Regions from separate parts of the Danio rerio genome. Here region 2 is linked to region 1. The links are chromatin contacts, called in public HiCAR-type maps. All regions are on one chromosome and are shown on one strand. The core of a region is the stretch at or near the end of the contact, and the rest is flanking DNA. Distances in the headings are between cores, read along the strand shown.

Region 1 (3,064 bases), core at 344-2,843:
ACACACAATTACTTGTACTTCAGACACAATGACTAAAACAACTGATGCACCAACCCCCTGAACCAATTCTGCTGCAAGCAGAACTTTACTCTCAAATTGCAGGTTTAAAACACACTTTTTTCATGCCGAAAATCTCGTTTTCACAAGGAACACACTGTCATTCAAAATTGTAAGGTCAGTTGCCCTACTTTGCATACTAACTCATCACATGAGTAAACACCTGTCACACAGAATTGCAACTTAGAAATCAGAGCTATGACTGGTTCACTGCCCACCCATGTTCCCTACATATTCTGCATTTCTCAGTTGGGGAATTTTTTTCTGCCTGGGGATGAAAAGTTTATGACCAAAATCCACTTTTTTTTTTTTTACTATAACTGTATTCTGTAAATCCTTCTGTTGATGGCATATGTAGACCACGTTAGTGCATCTTTGTGTTGGTTGGGAGAAACACTGTGTACATGGTTTTTGTAGTTAAAAATACAGTAAAACATATTCAGCACAGTGTATTTTGTATAAAAACAATTTTCTGAAATATCTTACAATGCACTTATGTAAGCATATGCACTGTCTGTAGTAAGTGTAACACTGAACCAAAAAAAGGCTTAAAGTAAGATGAAGAGAAGTGGTCATAGCGTTTTACATTAAGCACATAGGTGATCAACCGGGTCTTATAAATGTCTATTGATGTGATGGTTTGTGTGTCATCTAAAAACAAAATACCATTTAAAAAAAGTAATTACATTGTTTTGAATGTAAAGTTTAATTTTGCAGGAGAATTGAAGGGTTTTGCCCAATGTGTGTGTGTTTTGATTAGTGTGTAGAGTTCTGACAATATGAGATATGCTTTCAGAAAATGTGTAAACAATTGGGGGAAACTGAAACACTTGATGTTTTCTATTGTAAAACATTAAAAATTGGAGCTTCCAAATTGAATGTAGATCTAGCTTGTATGATTAATTCGCATGATATGCTGTGTTTTGTGATGAGCAGACCCATTCAAACTCATTTAAATACCAAACTTGACAGCCTCAGTCCCTATTCACGTTCATTGTAAAATAATAATAATAATAGCCGTACTTTCCAGCACAAACCAGCAGATCTTATATTCCGCCTAACAACTTTCTTTTGTGTTCAACAGAAGGCAATCATTCAGGTTTAGACAGACTTGAGGGTGAGTAGATGACACAATTTTCCTTTTTTGTGCCCATTGTTAAAGTGTTTGATGTGTATTATAGACAGCCTTCAACAATACACATTTATTTTCTACTTTCTCTCTCTCTCTCCTCTCTCTCTTTCTCCCTCTTCCCACTCATGAAGCTTTGTTTGTGGTTTTTCTCATTCAGCACAGCACCACTGAGCTCATCTTTACAGAAATTTATCGCTCCAAGTCCCCCTCCCTCGCTCATTTCTCATCAAAGAGACAGAAAGCCACCTTGTTTTGACCCTTTTCCGCCAAAACTACTTTCAAAAGACGCTTTTACCCCATTCACACACCATCTTGTCGACGAGACGCGATCTGCAAGAGCAATGTTGTTTATGACGGTTTTGATTTTCCACGCTCTCTAGCTGTCGTCACGCTGTTTTGTGTTGTTAGCTGCTGACCCCTAGTGGTGACTGCGCGGCATTACGCGACCAAAGATAAAAACAGCATCAGTTTCTCCTCGCTGGGAAGGATAAATATTACTTCTAGATATGTAACGTGTTGCTATGGAGATGGACTCACGGTCTTCTTTACCGAGATGATCGGAGGACACCAGCAGCAGCAGCGGCGTAAAGCAATGCGGCTCAGGTGACATTGTACTGAGTGGCGGACTGTTCCCATAGAAATAAGCGATGGTCGTTCCACGCCTGAAGCGCGCGCGCACGTAAAGCGTGAACGCTAATTTTGTCAATGGAACAACAGGTTTCGCGTGAGGAACAGGGGGGATTCAACGTGCATAGACTATGGCGAGCGAGTGAGAAGGTTAAACAGATATTACAGAAAAGAAATGTGTGCTGAATTTAAAACAATTCATTCTTCAATTCATTTTCCTTCAGCTTAGTCCCTTTATTAATGAAAAAAAGATGTATTAGTGATTTTTGTGTTGAATTTAAACAAATTAAATTTAGTAATGTTTAATTTGTTTGTTTAAATTCAGCCCAAATAAATTGTTGACAACCACTTAACTTAAAAAAAAAATGTAGTAAATCCAAGGATTCATCTTTGAATATTTTTTTCAGTGCATCAGTGTTCGCCGCAGTGGAATGAACTGCCAACTTATTCAGCATATGTTTTACATATACAAGGATGCCCTTACAGCTGCAACCCAGTACTGGGAAACATCCATACACTCTCATTCACACACATACAATTTGTTTAATTCACTTCACCTATACCGCATGGATTTGGACCCAGCGGAAACCCACACCAATATGCAAACTCCACACAGAAATGCCAACTGACCCAAACTCGAATTAGGGACCTTCTTGCTGTGAGGCGACTGTTCTAACCACTTAGCTACCGTGTCGCCCAAATTTAACACAATCTTGAACTTAAAATTAAAGGTTCTTTAATGCCATTGATGGTTCTAGATTGATTCCATATTTTTTTCCACTAAATGTTCTTTATTGTGGAAAAGGGTTATTTAGAAAATCAAAATGTTCTTTACACAATCACTCGGTGATTCTTTAACGTTTATTTTTAAGAGTAAAGTGTTTTTTAAAAATCTGATTTAATTTAAGACAGTTCTTGACATTTATCTAACTGTGATTGACTCTTAAACTGTAAAGCCACCAGACAAAAAAAACTATTCAGACTGTGTTGTTGTTTTATTTAAATTCAATGAGGTCTCAAAAACACCATACAGTGCTTGACAAAAATTATTGAAATGTGCTGTATGAAAGTGTTTGACTCTTCTAAAGCATAAAAATACCATAATATGTTTGCAGATATTTAAGAAACATGTCAAGTGTACATTCAAAAACACAGTGCTGAAAATGTGTTTTCCGTGCTGGAAATATATATATATATTAATATTTACTATTTTCCCAAGTGTATAAAACTACTGTAAGAAAATATCAG
Region 2 (3,226 bases), core at 253-2,752, 150 kb before region 1:
TTTTGTTGTATTTAAAAATGTAAATAAATCATCTTTATGAAAGTTACAAATGGTTCAGTTTCTCATGCATGAATGCTTTTTAAAATGCTCATACAGTCAGAGACCTTAAAAACCTGCAAATGATAAATAAATAATCCAGACTCAACCTTGTGTATGCTCTTGATGTGACTATTGTGAATGATCACATTGCGATATCGATCTGAAACTATATATTGTGCAGCCCTAGTTACTAGTACTTGTTATTGATTCCATGTCTGCAAAACTAAATGAACGATTAATTACTAATCAATATCGAATTCAATTGAAATCAAAACAATTTGAGGAATATTGAGTAATACTGGATTTGAATCACCTGATTGGCTGCAATTCCCAGCCTTACTGTGCATTCTGATTGAATATATATATATATATATATATATATATATATATATATATATATATATATATATATATATATATATATATAAACAATCTACAGCACAAGCATAGATACATGCAATAAAGAAAAAGATGCAGCTGTGTTTTTTTCATGTGCTCCTAAGAGTCTAGCAGTACTCGGGTATACAGTAGTTGGATAATCAAATGTAAAATAATAATGCGTAGTCTTTGTTGTAAATATAAATAATGCAGTAAAAATGTAAATAATTAATCGTTATTAAAGTTACAAACAGTACAGTTTTTTATGCATGAATGCTTTTTAAAATCCTCATACAGTCAGACCTTAAAAATAATCCAGACTCAACCTTGTGTGTGCTCTCGATGTAACTATTGTTAATGATCACATTGCGATATCGATGCTGAAATGATATATTCAGGGTTCATGACCCTGGAAAGCTGGAAAAGTCATGGAAGTTTGTCAAGTCATTTTCCAGGCCAGGAAAAGTTTTGGAAAAACAAATAAACCCAAAATGTTTTGGAAAAGTCATGGAGATTAAAGTCTTATGAAAACAGAGACCAACATTTCTCCAATATTTTTCATACAGACATCAAGATAATTTCTAAAAACTATTTTACTGATATAAAAACAAGCAAATTACATAGATTGTTTCACATTTTTTGATATGCTGTAATTAATTTAACCGTGCGTTTTGTCTTATTTACCTTGTGTATGTAGACATTTTTTGACTTTCTTACCTGAAGGTAACGTCATGGAAATGTCCTGTAATTTTAGTAGTAAAATGTGTATGAACCCTGTATATTGTGCAGCCCTAGTTCAATTGAATTATACCATGCGAATAATACTGAATATGGAACTGAATCAGCTGATTGGCTGCAATTCCCAGCTTTACTGTGTGCTCTGGTTGATTCTCATAGACCCTGTTTCCAGCTGGTCAAATTTTTCAAAAGTAAAGCGTTGAAATGAATTGAATCCAGTTTATATAAAGGTAATGCGCTGAGAGTGGCACACAAGAGAGGGGAGATGAATTTGAAAGCTCCATGTCTGCTGCGCTAACCACCTCTCTTATCTCTGTCAAACGGCTCTGTTGCCATGGTGTTGCCAAGGCTACCGTAGTGTTAGCACAACAGTAATGGGGTGTTGTGACGGTAACCCCAGCTGCAACTGTGAAGATTGTGCAGGATTTTTTTTCCCCAGGAAAGGGATTACATGCAACATGTGCACCCACAGCCTAATGCGCATGCACTCGCAATCACACGGCGACTCTCAAAGGGCTCTCACAAGAGCACGGATCAACATAGTTACAATGCTGTGCATGCCAAACATAATGTACTCCTGCTCTAGGGTTTCTTCTTGATTAGGATTATTACAGTGTCCTCCACTAATATTGGTAAATATGAGCACATGAGGTCGTAAAAATTCTTTATTGTTTAACCTCACTCAAAAAAATAACTCAATTTAATTGAGGGCAGGATTTCCATCCAATAAATTAGTTTTCCACTAACTAAAAAAAAACTATTTACACAATTAAATGCAATTGAGTTGGTCCAACATAATTTTATCAAATAAGTTTAAAACATTTGTATATTTACTTTATTTAAACTCAAAGGTCTCATAATATCATGTATGTCGAATATGTCAAAGTCTCAGTTTTATTTTAAGTTATCCTAAATTAACTAAAAGAGACATTTTTAAGCATATACAGTTACGGTTACGAGCTACATGTACAGATTACTGAGACTGATCTCAGAACTATTTTAGAACAGTTATTGCTCACTGAGCAAAGCAACAAACTGCAGTTTTGCTAATTAAGCTGCTACACCCAAAGCATGGGTGCTTCTGCAAGGTGGTAATCTCAAAACTCAAAGCATTACTTGAAAATCTTTTACATTTTCAAACTAAAGTGAAGATTAAACTAACAAGTCTTTTAATTAACTTTAAACACCTAAGATTACTTTTAGTGTTAACATTTCCCTTTCTTAATTCAATCTCACGCAAAGCATGCTGGGAATTACAGGTCCTTTAGGAATTACCAGGTAGTTGGATCAACACAATTCCTTCATGTTGTCCTAACACAAAACGCTTATGTTAACTTAGTGGTTTAAAAAATTGGACTGAACATAAACCATATAAAATGGACAAAGAAATTACAAGAATTGTGTTGTTTAAGCTCATTTTAAACAGGTAGTTTGAACAAGCTGTGAAATAAAGATATTTTTAAAAATATTTTCAAAGTGATTTTTTAACAGAGCAAAGAAATTATCACAGTATTTCTTATTTAAAACAATTATGGAGAAAGTATTTGTTTTTTATTTTGAACAAAAGCACTTTTAAAATGTTGTAAATAAATTTTTAAGCTCAGTACTATTAATAAACCCCCTTAAGAAGTTTTTCCCGATTGTCTTTTGAGAAAGCCACAGTTATCCAATTGATCTGCCTAATAATTAACCTAGTTGAGCCTTTAAATTGCACTTTAAGCTAAATACTTGTATCTTGCAAAACTATTTGAATATTATGCACTGACATCATGGTAAAGACAAAGGAATTAGTTATTAGAAATTATTTCTTAAAACTGTTATGTTTAAAAGCCTCTCCATTAAACAGCACTTCTATGTTTTTAATATATAAGAGAAATATTTTTTAAAAGAATTACTGTTTCATAGGAGAACTAATTGCCAGTTTCCACTCTGTATGCATCGATTCGGTGCGCTTTTATGGCTCTTTCCACTGTCTAAAAGCTTTTTGGGTACCCTTTCTAAAGGGTACTTAACACAATGAAAGGGTACCAAAAGGTGGAGCAAGATGCACAAGCAGGAGAATAAAAACAAA

Evidence for each region. HiCAR-type assays count read pairs that join an accessible place to other places.
Region 2: a HiCAR-type map of caudal fin shows a contact between it and region 1, with 5 times the contacts expected there. The contact joins two enhancer-like sites. A contact is called at or near these places in 2 of 18 Hi-C or Micro-C datasets (caudal fin and an unstated tissue) and 3 of 4 datasets of contacts at active chromatin or transcription factors (caudal fin, embryo and gastrula embryo).

What each region holds. Positions count from the first base shown.
Region 1 is chr1:10,135,585-10,138,648 of GRCz12tu, reverse strand. No RefSeq gene overlaps it. Among named protein-coding and RNA genes, the nearest start is that of hapstr1b, 11 kb to the right of the region's middle. Within about 2 kb of position 1,593, at least 24 of the 62 cell types and tissues checked have an H3K27ac peak or open chromatin away from gene starts, as enhancers often do.
Region 2 is chr1:10,285,112-10,288,337 of GRCz12tu, reverse strand. The region is part of intron 1 of grin2ab (glutamate receptor, ionotropic, N-methyl D-aspartate 2A, b); the gene reads left to right. Among named protein-coding and RNA genes, the nearest start is that of grin2ab, 69 kb to the left of the region's middle. Within about 2 kb of position 1,502, at least 4 of the 62 cell types and tissues checked have an H3K27ac peak or open chromatin away from gene starts, as enhancers often do.